Linked DNA regions of Hordeum vulgare: region 2 is linked to region 1. Evidence: chromatin contacts called from public Hi-C data. All regions are on one chromosome and are shown on one strand. Each heading gives the region's core, a stretch centred on a gene start, on an enhancer-like site or on the middle of the called end of the contact. The rest is flanking DNA. Distances are from core to core; before and after follow the strand shown. Region 1 holds the start of LOC123401609 (formin-like protein 7). Region 2 has its middle 38 kb from the start of LOC123405802.

Region 1 (7,284 bases), core at 3,761-6,260:
ATCCCTTTTAGTCCCTAGGGGTGTGTTCGGTTTGAGGATCAAAATGCATGGAATGTCATGGTTCCATTCCGGATGCATGGGTTGGTTCCATTCTTGTGTTCGGTTGGACATAAAAAATGGCATGGGTTGATTCTGTCCATGTGTTTGGTTTGGGAGGTAAAATGAGAAGAATCTCATTCCACTCACCTCTTCATATGAATGGTGAGATTACCTCTAATGTGCTCATATATATCTCAGATTTGGACAACATATAATTTAAAATTTTGACAGCATTTTCTTTGTATTTTCAACAAGCAATTTAATAGTATATGATCACAAGTCAAACAAATATATAATAGCATATATAACAGATTTTCAATAGAAATACCATAAGATGCAACCGTATCACAAGGTCATCATCGAAAAGAAATATTGTTCATTACAATCCATACATATGGTTCACATGCTAGTCATCCAAAAGCTCTCCTAATTAAAGTTGGATACAAGTTCATCATCTCACGCTAGTCCATACAATAAATGCATCATGTGAAGTTCTTCGTCACATACCTACTCACCCAAATCAACCGGTTAGAGTCGCTGAGCGACATGAAAGCTCTTGCTATCTTGGGATTGTCCACAAGATGGGCATAGTAGTGAGCAAGGTATCCTTCAGCAAATCCAATAATGCCGGAGACAACTTCCCAAAGGTCATCAGGTATAGTATCGTCATCTCCAGCAGACTTCACAAGAGCTGCAGCTACAAGTTTGAACCCATCTTGAAGAGTTGTCATCAACGGATCATCCTTATTTTTCACCACCTTAGCCTTCTTTTTTGCTCGTTCATTGGGATTTGAGGACTCACCAACATTTGGTGACATGTTCACCTCACCATTGTCATCATCTTCTATGTCAATGGAAAGGTCATCATTACCAGACCTTGCATTCTTTCCTGTAGCAGTTTTTTGCATGAAAATTGTCTCCATCGCATGGTAGTGCTCAATTGGGGTATTCAAGAAGGCCACGTCAGATTTGTGATCCTACAAAAATTGTTCAAATGATTAGCCTGATAGTACAAAAATTGTTTAAGAAGGCCATGTCAAATCTTCATGCATCAAAGCTTACCTTGCAATGACCTGCATAGTGATCATCGCTCAGCCTGATAGTACAAGTATCCTCATCCCATAAAGCTCCACTTAAATTCTTCAATGTGACCAGCCTGCCCCAAATCTTCCTCCACTTCTTAAGATGGTTGTAAACCTGGCCGCCGGTGATCACTAGCTTGAAGTGTTCGTTCAAAGCTGCAGCACATTGGTTGTGATGCATCATCTTGAACCCACTTGAAGTCCTCTTGCCATCAGCAACTAGGTTAGCCAAGAAGCCTAGCATCATGGTGGTCATGGAGTTGGTCCACACAGCTTGTCCACTTCCAGCAGTGGTTGCACTTGCTTCCGAGAGATCAATGGTGTCCATTTCTGTCCAGCCATGAAAATGTATCAAATATAGTAAGTAAAATTCTGTCCAGCCATGAAAATGTATGAAATATAGTAAATAAAATTTTGTCCAGCCATGAAAATGTATCAAATATAGTAAATAAAATTCTGTCCAGCCATAATAATAGATTGTTTCAACAGAACAAATGGTGCAATTATCGAGCCATTACATAAACTCAAAGATACATGGTTTTGACATGTAATATGCCATACTACTCAATTTCCATACATGGCCTGCCTATCCACCCACATTTGTGTAGCAATTTGTTGCCTACGGTCAATCGTGGCCCTATGGTCACTTGCTTGTTGCCTTTGTGTTCGAACTGGTTGGGTGGTCCACGTCACCTCCGGCATAATGAATTCATCAGTCCCTTGAGATAGTGCATAATTATGAAGGATGCAACAAGCTATGACAATGTCTACTTGTACCGGAAATAGAAAGAATGGTTTGGCATCATCTAAAATTTTGAATCGTCTCTTGAGAGATCCGAAAGCTCGCTCTACCGTCACCCGTAGTGATGAGTGTCTCAGATTGAACAACTCCTTTTCATTTTGAACTGGATTGTTGCCCCACTCGTTCAAATGGTATCTCACGGCACGGAAAGGTGGCAAGAAACCGGGTTTGGCTCCATATCCCGCATCAACTAGGTAGAATTTTCCTAAAAAGAGAAAGAAAAATGGTGATAAGGCTTGCACTAATATATGGACAAATATAAGGCAATCTCTTACCTTCTGGCACTTGTAACCCTCTCTCACGTGCTAATGCATCAGCTAAAACAGTCGCATCATGGGCTGTCCCCTCCCAACCAGCCAACACATATGTGAAGCGGAGGTCAAAATCTACCGCTGCCATCACATTTTGAGTGGTGAATCCCTTCCTACCACGAAAAGAGGCTTCAACATCCTTTGTAACCGATGCTCGCACATGGGTACCATCAATAGCTCCAATGCAATCCTATATATTGACAAAATAGTAAATGGCCTGATTTATATTCTAAATAGCTAAGGAATAGTTTTTTTAAATACCTTGAAATATGGGTCAAACCGATGATTTCCTTCTATTTTTGTTGGGATCTCCAATGAAGGGGGCCTGATATAATCATTACGCAGCTGACCTATGGCATGAAGGACACGTCTAAAGTAGATGCTAATTGTCCCAAATGATCTACAAAAGTTTGTTGCCACAACCCTATTCCGAAGGTTATGTCCAATAGTATGCAAAAAAATTGCCACTTGTTGCTCCACATCTAAATGTATAGTCGGTTTGAGCAACTTGCGATCCCTCAATATGTCACACAAATGAAAGAAAGGAGCTCTCTCAAACCTCAACATGTTTTTACACTTCACATCACACTGCCAAATTTTGCTACTTAGATAATCAAATCTTTGCCGGTCTCTTTCATGCATAGGGCCATAGGAAATGCAAGCTCTCCTCTTCCTTATTATGGCACGAACAATTACCGCCACTGCAGCAAGAACCACAAAAACAACAGCACCCCTAATCATCCTCTTCCTTCTATTCACCCTCTTGACCATCTACAATGCATGGACTCTATCAAACATAACAGCAGCAAGAAGCCTATCTTTTCCTAGTACAAGAAAAGTGGAGGGATGGTGCTGGCCAACAAGATGCATACCTTCAGGAGGAGGAGGGGCTGCTGCAGCTCGACGAAGATGGGGTCGGCGCGGCGGGTCGGGCTGGGAGGAGGAGGGCCTGCTGCAGCTCGACGAAGATGGGGTCGGCGCGGCGGGTTGGGCTGGGAGGAGGAGGGCCTGCTGCAGCTCGACGAAGATGGGGTCGGCGCGGCGGGTCGGGCTGGGAGGAGGAGGGCCTGCTGCAGCTCGACGAAGATGGGGTCGGCGCGGCAGGTTGGGCTGGGAGGAGGAGGGCCTGCTGCAGCTCGACGAAGATGGGGTCGGCGCGGCGAGTCGGGCTGGGAGGAGAAGGGCCTGCTGCAGCTCGACGAAGATGGGGTCGGCGCGGCGAGTCGGGCTGGGAGGAGAAGGGCCTGCTGCAGCTCGACGAAGATGGGGTCGGCGCGGTTCTTTCCCCGCCGGTGGCCGTCGTCTCACCGTCGGTGGAGAGCGGCGGCTGGGAGGGCGGCTGGGACGGAAGAGCGGCGGCTGGGAGGGGAGAGCGGCGGCTGGGAGGGAGAGGGAGAGGATAGGGTTCGTGGGTGGGACGTTCTCGGGGGTGAGGGGGTGAGCGGTGAGGCTTTGTTTTTTTTTTTTGCGTTTAATCGATGAATAACGAGCCGGTTCCAACGTTTTCCAGGCATCGGTAGATGAAGCATCTTCAAGGAATATCCATTGCATGCGGACGGTCCGGTTCCGGATGAAAACACAAGTGAACACGAGGATGGGCTGCCAGGGACGGAATCAACCCATCCCATGACACCTTATCCTCAAACTGAACACACCCTAGATAAAGAAACATGAGAGACTTTTCCTTAAGGCCTTGTTTGATACTAGGGTTTTTAAGGAGATTGGTGGAAATAATCCCTACAGGGATTGGATGAAATCCTAACCTTTACCCAATCCCTTCAAATCCCCATTTATTCCCAATCCACTAGGTAGGGATAGTGTATTGTGTATTGAGAAAAATCACTAGAATTTAGGGATCTGTGAGGAAATGTGGGGGTGAAGCATGTCAAATACACTAGAACCAAATGGTGTTATGGTATATGTGGGATTTAAGGGTTTGACCAGTACAATCCCCACTAATTTCTTAAAATACAATAGTACCAAACAAGACCTAAGGGACTAAAAAAAAACCTCTATTAAAGGAACTTTTTTCTTCGGTCCTCAGGACTAAAAAAAATCAAAAACACCACCTCAATTGGTGGCAAACGCCAACTATACCAACCCGCGCGCCGGCCCCACCGGGGGACGGAATCCCCCGGCCGAATCGCCCACCACTCGCTCCACATCATTCCATTCCATTTGTTTTATCCCGTGATGATTTTTTAAATCCTCCTTGTCACCGCTTTGATCTAGCGTACAAATCAGAGCACCCAAAAGATTTAGCAAGTTAACTTGCAGGAGTACTCCGTAGAATTGTGCGTGAAAGCAACTGACGGCTACTCCTCCCCCGCCACGGTAAACCGACGTTGTGCTCTTAACGCAACACAAACCAAGACGATGACGGTCAGCGGTTTAATAACGCTACCACCCTTTTACCGGTTCTGATTTTCTTTGTTGCCTATTCCTGGGCCATTCTGACTAGCAGCAGCTGATCTCATTAAAAGACAGCTCTTACGCATGCACTTTGGCCTTAATTGCAAACGATGATTACGCATGAAGTTGACCCAACAAGTAGATATTTTATAAAAATTTTCCATTTTTTTAAATGAAACAAATCCATCATGACATATATGTGGCCCGGCAGCATTTTTAATCAAGACGATAAATTAAAAACCACTCCATTTTTAACAGAGAAGATGCAGGAAAGTGGAAAACTCTCAAAAGCAAGGGGGCAGAGTAAAAGAAACATACATATAAACAGAGGAGAGATTAACAGCTGCGCCGGAAAACAATTAATTATAAATAATAATAATAAATTTAGTCAAACGCACATCGCTTCTGGTCGTCTTCCTGCCTCCCTCTCCTCCTCCTCCTCCTCCTCGCCGACCTTCTCCTCTCGCCATTCCCTCGCCGAATCACCGCCCAAATCCACCGAAGCGACCCCTCTTCTCCGTGCCGTGCTCGTCGAGCAACCCGGAGCTCTCCGTGGAAAGATTCCGACGAGCAGGCCGCGGTCGCCCCCCTCGTCTGCGATTCTCCCGCCGTATCGCCGCGGCCAGCGGCCAGCGGCCTGAATCTCGAGGCCGAGCAGCTCTCGGCGCGTATAGCGCCGGCCTAGGCTCCTCCGCGAGTAGGCGGCCCGAATCCGCTGCTGGAGGGAGCTCGCGCTTCCGGATAAGATCGGTGCGGGGATTGGAGGGGCTCGCTGGTGAGTAGGGCGGGGCCATGGCGCTGTTCCGGAAGTTCTTCTTCAAGAAGCCGCCCGACGGGGTGCTCCTCATCACGGACAACGTATACGGTAAATGGAGATGGAGCTGCTTTCCTCTGCGCTGCCGTTGGTCTGGTTGCGTGCAGCAGACGACTGCATTTTTACACCCGCTGGCCGTTTTAGTAGTGGAGGAAATAGGTTTCAGTTTGGTTGATCTGTTGCTGATTGCACCTCCCAACTAGTAGTATAAGCAACTGAGCATGGTTCAAATGCTGATTTGTGAAGAAATTCAATTCGAGCATTTCCTCCATTTTAGCACACACGTATGTTTTAGTTATATAGCGTTCACTTTGTTTTCAGTTGCTAAAATAGCCATTTGAATTCAGAACAGAGTTGAGCAGCAGCATGGCTGACACATGTCGCTTGTATCCGTTTCAGTCTTCGATCATTGCTTCTCCTTGGATGCGCCGGAAGAGGACCAGTTCGAGGCACACACCAGGGGCATCGCAGCGCATCTTCTAGAAGATTTTCATGATCACTCGTTCATGGTCGCCAACTTCGGGACTCGGACGGAGGAAAGCCGTTTGTACCACATTTTATCCGAGTATGGCATGACTGTTTTGGACTACCCGGGCCACTACGAGGGGTGTCCAATTCTCACCATCGAAATGGTCCACTGCATCTTGAAGTCCAGCGAAAGCTGGCTGTCTCTGGGTCAGCAGAACTTACTCATAATGCACTGTGAACAAGGATGCTGGCCTATTCTGGCTTTCATGCTATCTGCTCTTTTGTTGTACCTGGGCCAGTATTCAGATGAGCAAAAAACACTGGATATGCTATACAAGCAATCATCTGCGGAGTTCTTGGAGATGTTTTCACCACTAAATCCCATGCCTTCTCAAATTAGATACTTGCGCTATATTTCGATGAGGAATGTCATGCCTGAGTGGCCTCCTGCTGATAGAGCCCTCACACTGGATTGTCTGACTTTGAGGATGCTTCCTGATTTCCAAGGTCAAGGTGGGTTTTGTCCGATATTCAGGATATATGGTCCAGATCCACTCATGCCCCATGACCAGACTCCCAAAGTTCTTTTTTCAACCCCCAAAACTAGTAATCTTGTCCGTTTTAATTCACAGGTAATTGTTCATTTTCTGATAATCTAGTTGAAGTGAATCTGCATGTCCTTAATTGTCAATGGTTAGTACTGCACTAAGGATTTTAATAGCTAGCTATAACTGTATTTACTAGCGACTAGCGGGATAGCTTCAATTACCTCCGCTCGATAGCTCCGCTACTCTATATAGATATATTCATCATAGTTTAGTATGGTAATTTTTAAATACGACTTTACGAAAAGGCAAAAACATTACTTATAAGGTTAAACAACAACAACAACAACAACCAAGCCTTTCAGTCCCAAACAAGTTGGGGTAGGCTAGAGTTGAAACCCATAAGATCTCGAAACCAAGTCATGGCTCTAGAACGTGGATAGCTAACTTCCATGCACCCCTGTCCATGGCTAAGCCTTTGTCGATATTCCAAACCTTCAGGTCTCTCTTAACGGACTCCTCCCATGTCAAGTTTGGTCTACCACGACCCCTCTTAACATTCTCAGCACGCTTATAAGGTTAAACTAAAAGAAAAATATCAAGAGACTTCAACCATGCCTTTTCAATACTCCAACATCCATATTTCTTAGTCAAAAAGTACTTGATTGATGTGATACATTTTTTGTTATGGCTATTCAATTCGGCATGTATCAATGCATTTTATTCTTTATATTATGGTATTAAAATTCTATTGTTGATAGCTTTCAATAGCTTTCTAGGGACCTTGCCGCTAAGCCGTGAAAGTTGCGTA
Region 2 (6,957 bases), core at 2,050-4,549, 40 kb before region 1:
GGGCACCCGTGTACGCACGCTTCTCTTTAGATTTTTCCTATAGTTTATATGTTTGTATGTGTGTGCGCCTTAACTATCACTTATTTACTAATTGAAAGCATTTTCAAGACTTCTAATTAATTCACATCATTAAAATTAAGTACACCGTTGGATTGTAAAATTAGCATTCAAGATAAGGAAAAAACTTCCGTAACGTAGATGGTTCTGGCAGTCCAAAAATATGAAATATGACACGGTAATGTTTTGAAGAAAACATCCATCCAGTCCTTTTAAAGAAAATGATAAGACTATTCTCAAAAAAATAAGACTCCTTCCATAACTATTCTACAGGATCCGGATCCGTGTAACTTAACTTTATTTTTACATATGCAGGATCCGTGAAACCCTTCTACAGTACAAGTTAAAAAAGCAAATGCATCAATCATCAGTAATACAAAGAGAAAACATCTCCCCCGCTCCTGTACATCTGTTCCTTTAAAGAAGAGGCTTCTCAAAAACATCTTATTCGTGAAACTCTTCTTCTTGCTAATTAAATAAGGGAATCGTTTTCATACGGCGCGCCGGCCGAGCCGACGCATCGGTCGTCCCTCGCGCGCGGACCCATGCAATATTTTTCCCACTCGCGCGCTTCGCTGGTCAATGGATGCAACATTTTTCGTCTAAATTTATTGCAACCAACGTTATTTTTGTTGCAAGCATTTTTTACTACATTTTGTCCCAGTATAAAAGTTGCATATACGTCTGGTTGCAACTTCAGTTCGTTGGATTTTTCATTACAATCGATGTTTTTTACTTTTGTTACAACCGTGTTAATTTTTGCTACAACCGGCATCATGTTTTGCTGCAATCGTTCACTAAAAAAGTTGCATACACATCACGTAAATATTTGTTACAACCGGCGTTTGACTTTTGTTACCACGTACCATCAGATTCGTTTTTTCTACGATCATGTAGATATTTTTTTGCTACAAATTTTGTTTTTTGTTACAACCGTTAAAAAAATTGTTGCATCGTATCGAAATTTTGCTGCATACGAGAAAAAATGTTGCATGCGGATCCAACGATGCGGACGCGCGGGGGTTGATGGATCGTGCGGTCCGCGTGCGGCCGGCCGAAAGTTTGGGCCGGTGCGCCGGCGCATATCACTCCCCATTAAATAATCGAAAAAATATGTCCATGAAAAAGAGAGAACATCTCCATTGGCTCCTGCATATGGCCAGACCTTTCAAGCCTTCTCACTAATCATTGACCACTGATGTAAATTTATATCCATGTCATATGAACTAACTACACCACTGATGTAAATGTATGATAGAAAAAAAAAGAGAAAACTTGCCGAGCATAGATGATGCCGTCCAAAAATTGTCATGTGACACCTCCAACATTGTTAATAAAACATCCACTCATTCCTTAAGAAGAAAAGATAGCGTCCGTTGAAAAAAAAACTCTACCAGTAAAAAGGAAAAAAGACGGAATCCATTTGATGACCCACAAAACTCCATGAATAAAATATTTTGTCGATGAATTAAAAAAACATCTGGCTCGGCTCGTGTACACGGCCGGTGACTCCACCTCCCCTTCAATCCTGCTCTCCTACATATGGCCGGTGTTTGCGATTTCTCTAACTGATCGATGTCCCAAACTCCCCATCACCATCAAGTGCATTCTCCCACCCATAGGGCCAACATCACACCACAAAGGAACCTCAAACCAAGTGTTGCGAGGTATGACGCGAGATCGACTGCGCCCTAAGTGGGGATCGATCTTCGTGATGGTTAGTGTCGCCATGTCTCCCTCCATCCACCCCGGGCATCAAAGTACACTCGCTTTTATCATATAAAAAAGGCTAATTATCAAGTACAACCTCCATCACGTTCCTTTGGGCTTCATGTTCCGAGAAGACTACAATCTAACTATGATAATAATGGATTAATGGTCGATGCAGCCTAAGATGACGTGTACACATCATTGTCTAAAGTAGATCATGTTGGTGTGTTAATTTGTAAACTCGCCATCAAAGAGCCTTTAGTGAATAGGAAACACAATGATTTATCTTTGTAATGTTGTTCATCGTTGGTTCTCCAAATCCACAAGCAAGTAAAATCTATCATGGAGTTTTTTTAATGTGTGACTTGATTTTTTGCCCTTTGAACTCATGACTAGCCATGAGCACACTCCACCCGTTTGTGTTTTAGAGGAGCGAACCAGATTCACCTGCATCAAATGTGGCCAGGTATAAAGTAGGGGTGTCATGATGTATAAGTGTTGAATAATCTGGAAAGTCAATTATTATTTTGCATATGCATAATGCGATTTTTTAAATATACACTACATTGCCTGTCTCGCATTCAATTTGTGAATTACATGCATTGCTAATACATATCTGCATATATATAGTACATATGCATGTCTTCATTTTGTGCTTAGAACAAAGAGAAAAAATAGCTATAAATGCATCTTTAAAAACATATAAATTATGAAAGTAATAAGAAAATCTGAATGTATCATGCGCCACAAAGATCTCATATTAACACATGATTATCTATGAGATATAGATATGTATAAATTATGGATAGAAATATTAAAACTGGCATCCATATTAAAAATTCTTAAATAATTTTTTTGGTTGAGAGAAGAACTTAAAATTTGAATAATCAGTGGTACATATAGTAATGAGAATATACTACAAAATACCGTTTGCCATCATACAATGACAATATTGATAAGGTATTAACAAACAAACAAATCTAGTGTATTTAAATTTTACACAACGAGATTGTCAACGAAACATTGGAATATTGGTTTACCCACTATCTTTTCGTGTCAAATGTGTCTTACATATTAAAATTGGTTATGTTGATGTCATTTATCTATTTTATCATTGACGTTGAAATAGCAACGTTGTCATGCATCCGAGCATGCAGTCTCATCAGAGGGCGGTGGATTTTGCAGTTTGCAACTCCGTGTGGCCAGACCTTGAACGTTCTGCACGCCTTCTTCGTCATTTTTTTCTCCGAGGCGGCAATCTCAAATCGAAATCGTTGGAGTCTTCCGGTCTACATCAATGGCATTTGGCTACTCCTTCCATAAGCTTCTGAGTTTTAACAAGTTTGCTCTGTAAGGACCGTAGGCGGCAACTAGCTTTCCTCACGAGTCACTCCGCGTCGTCGATGGACGCAAAAGGAAGAAGGCCTTGGCACCCCACGTGATTTGGATGTATTTTGCAATATTTGTAAGGACACCTTTGTAAGTAGTAGGAAAGAAAACCCCCTCTCAGAACCCGCAAAAAAAAAAAAAACTCGCAGACACTTAACGTGCTCCCGACCCCGTTGAGCGCAGCAGAAGCTCGTGGACTTATAACAAAACAGAGTGCATGAGCCAGCTTTGGATAACCGGTTAACCACCATCCCAATCAACCAACTACCGAGACAACACTCCACCCTGAACCGCTCCCCCTAGAGAAGGGGATCGCCAGGAACTGCCACAGCGCCACCGGTCCCTGCCTCTTCCGTTGCCCACTCCGGGGACGTGAGGAGGTGGGGACCACGGCGCTGCGACGTCGGTTTGTTGTTAGGGTTGGTCTAGTGTTTTCTTGGAACGCCGTTGGGGTGGTGGGAACGGCGTTCGGGCAAATAAATCTGCCTCAACTCTATTCCCACACTGACGGCGACCTTCACGGCGGCGTCTTGGAGTTGATGGCAACGTGTGCTGCTCGGTCCTTCAGATCGGTGGCTTGGTCTTCTCGCCGTTCTTCAGATCTGGCGAGATCAGTTTCTCGGTCTGTCGCTAGCGTTCGTGGTTATTCGCGACGGCGTTGGCGGCCGGGGCAAGGTGGTTTTTCTGAAGCGAGGATGTCGGTCCGAAGGTGGTGGATCTGCCGTTCCTCTCCAACTTTGTCGATGGGAGGCGACAACTCTTGGTCCAAGACAGCACGGGGACGTCCCCCGGTCGACGTGCCACAACGACATGTGCCTTGCTGCGTGCAGGTGCGGATCCAGGTATTTGACATGATTTGGCTGCTGCCATACCTAAATTTTTGTGTAAGTACTAGATATAGGTATTGTAGATGGTTCAAAGTTGTAGCTCTGCACTCTGCTGCTGTCTATATATGGACAACACTGGAGGAACAGTGAAAGGAAAGAAAAAATGAAGCTCACGAACAAGTATGAGGCGTGATACACTTGACAATTGGGTTGTATGTGTATCTAAAAAGAAAGGGTTGTGCGTGAGAGTAAGTCTACTGGAAAGAAGACACGAATATAATACTTTGATATACTCCCTCCGTTTTTAAATATAAGTATTTTTAGAGATTTCACTAGTGGACTACATACAGATGTATATAGACATACTTTAGAATATAGATTCAATCATTTTGCTCCGTATGTAGACCTTTAGTGAAATCGCTTAAAAGACTTATATTTAGAAACGGAGGGAGTACGATACAACCGGCAACATGCATGCACGTACGTGCGACTTGTTGAAAATATGAGCAATTTACCATAGGATTTTATTACAGAAAAAACTAGGAAAAACATAACCAATATAACAACAACGAAAGAAGGCAAGCTATATAGAGATGAGAAGACACAAGACATGCACATGTAGGATCCAGAAAAGAGCATAGTAAAACCGTTCTACAAAGATAAGGTACCATATGGAGTAATGAGTAGAAACGGAACATATGTAGCAGAGAAGCTATAGCAAAAAGGTGTGATAGGAATTCAAAGAAGAAGCACAAAAGTATGTACTGAGTTGCAGCAGCAGGAGCATTGGTGTTGGCGTTGTCGTTGGCCATAGTACCGAAGAGGTGGTCGACGTCGGGGAAGAAGTCGTCGTTCGGGAAGAGATCGTCGGAGTCCGTGATGGAAGCCAGTAGTCGCGCTGAGCGCTTCCCAAAAACCTTATCGCCCTTCTCCCGTACAGGACTCGAAGAGATGGAGTTTCGGAGGCCTACTGTCCCGACGAACGGTGCACGCCGCAGGACGGCATGAGGAAGAACGTGAAAACGTTCAGCTTTTCCCGAATGGCCTTTCATATACCAGTCTTGCGTGACAAAAATTTAGTTCGGCTCGGCTCATTCCCGCAACCCGCGGCGCGGCGGGCGGCGGAGGAGGAGGAGCGCGCGTGTATGTCTCTCTTGTTCTCAAGCTCATACATGTGTGAAAACATCCTCCCTTATAAAGAGGTCCAACTCCCACTAAACTAGCGATGTGGGACTAAACATTTCCACCTCTTTCCTTGCACAAATGGGCTGCGTGGGCCTCTAGGATTTATTAGGAATTTCTGAAATTACATATTGGGCTGGCCCATATATACACAAAATTCCAGCAATCCCCCACCAGATCCCAGAGGCACACAAAATTGCCTTTGGTTCCAAAACAATGTTTTATATACCGATATTACAGTGGAGACTCTTAAGTTGAACTTCCACTTAGAAATCTATGCTACACTAGTGTTGGGGAACGTCGCATGGGAAACAAAAATTTTCCTACGCGCACAAAGACCTATCATGGTGATGTCCATCTACGAGAGGGGATGAGTGGTCTACGTACCCTTGTAGATCGTACAGCAGAAGCGTTAGTGAACGCGGTTGATGTAGTGGAACGTCCTCACGTCCCTTGATCCGCCCCGCGAACAATCCCGCGATCAGTCCCACGATCTAGTACCGAACGGACGGCACCTCCGCGTTCAGCACACGTACAGCTCGACGATGATCTCGGCCTTCTTGATCCAGCAAGAGAGACGGAGAGGTAGAAGAGTTCTCCGGCAGCGTGACGGCGCTCCGGAGGTTGGTGATGACCTTGTCTCAGCACGGCTCCGCCCGAGCTCCGCAGAAACGCGATCTAGAGGAAAAACCGTGGAGGTATGTGGTCGGGCTGCCGTGGAAAAGTCGTCTCAAATCAGCCCTAAAACCTCCGTATATATAGGTGGGAGGGAGGGGAGGAGGCAGCCTCAAAACCTAAAGGTTTGGCCGAAATTGGAGGTGGAGGAGTCCTACTCCAATCCTACTTGGAGTAGGATTCCACCTTCCCACTTGGAAACTCTTTCCACCTTGTGTTTTTTCCTTCTCAAACCTTATGGGCCTTAGTGGGAACTTATTCCAGCCCACTAGGGGCTGGTTTATCTCTTCCCATAGCCCATGAGACCCCTTGGGGCGTGACACCCCTCCCGGTGGTCCCCGGCACCCCTCCCGGCACTCCCGGTACACTACCGATGAGCCCGAAACTTTTCCGGTAATGCACGAAAACCTTCCGGTAACCAAATGAGGTCATCCTATATATCAATCTTCGTTTCCGGACCATTCCGGAAACCCTCGTGACATCCGTGATCTCATCCGGGACTCCGAACAACATTCGGTAACCAACCATATAACTCAAATACGCATAAAACAACGTCGAACCTTAAGTGTGCAGACCCTGCGGGTTCGAGAACTATGTAGACATGACCTGAGAGACTCCTCGGTCAATATCCAATAGCGGGACCTGGATGCCCATATTGGATCCTACATATTCTACGAAGATCTTATCGTTTGAACCTCAGTGCCAAGGATTCATATAATCCCGTATGTCATTCCCTTTGTCCTTCGGTATGTTACTTGCCCGAGATTCGATCGTTAGTATCCGCATACCTATTTCAATCTCGTTTACCGGCAAGTCTCTTTACTCGTTCCGTAATACAAGATCCCGCAACTTACATTAAGTTACATTGCTTGCAAGGTTTGTGTGTGATGTTGTATTACCGAGTGGGCCCCGAGATACCTCTCCGTCACACGGAGTGACAAATCCCAGTCTCGATCTATACTAACTCAACGAACACCTTCGGAGATACCTGTAGAGCATCTTTATAGTCACCCAGTTACGTTGCGACGTTTGATACACACAAAGCATTCCTCCGGTGTCCGTGAGTTATATGATCTCATGGTCATAGGAACAAATACCTGACACGCAGAAAACAGTA

Evidence for each region. A called contact is a pair of places that touch in the nucleus more often than the background predicts.
Region 2: a contact with region 1 is called in a Hi-C map of leaf, with 3 times the contacts expected there. The contact joins the enhancer-like site here to the promoter of LOC123401609 in region 1. A contact is called at or near these places in 2 of 6 Hi-C or Micro-C datasets (leaf and seedling).

The regions. Positions count from the first base shown.
Region 1 is chr6H:538,642,427-538,649,710 of MorexV3_pseudomolecules_assembly, reverse strand. LOC123401609 (formin-like protein 7) reads left to right here and starts at 5,010. Exons shown (of 16, transcript XM_045095440.1): 1 at 5,010-5,511; 2 at 5,860-6,560. The coding sequence starts at 5,439. LOC123405802 reads right to left here and starts at 3,215. Exons shown (of 4, transcript XM_045099350.1): 1 at 3,107-3,215; 2 at 1,102-1,451; 3 at 555-1,016. The coding sequence starts at 1,449.
Region 2 is chr6H:538,680,718-538,687,674 of MorexV3_pseudomolecules_assembly, reverse strand. No RefSeq gene overlaps it. Among protein-coding and RNA genes, the nearest start is that of LOC123405802, 38 kb to the right of the region's middle. Within about 2 kb of position 3,299, at least 1 of the 3 cell types and tissues checked has open chromatin away from gene starts, as enhancers often do. A contact at or near this core is called in leaf, where this site is marked.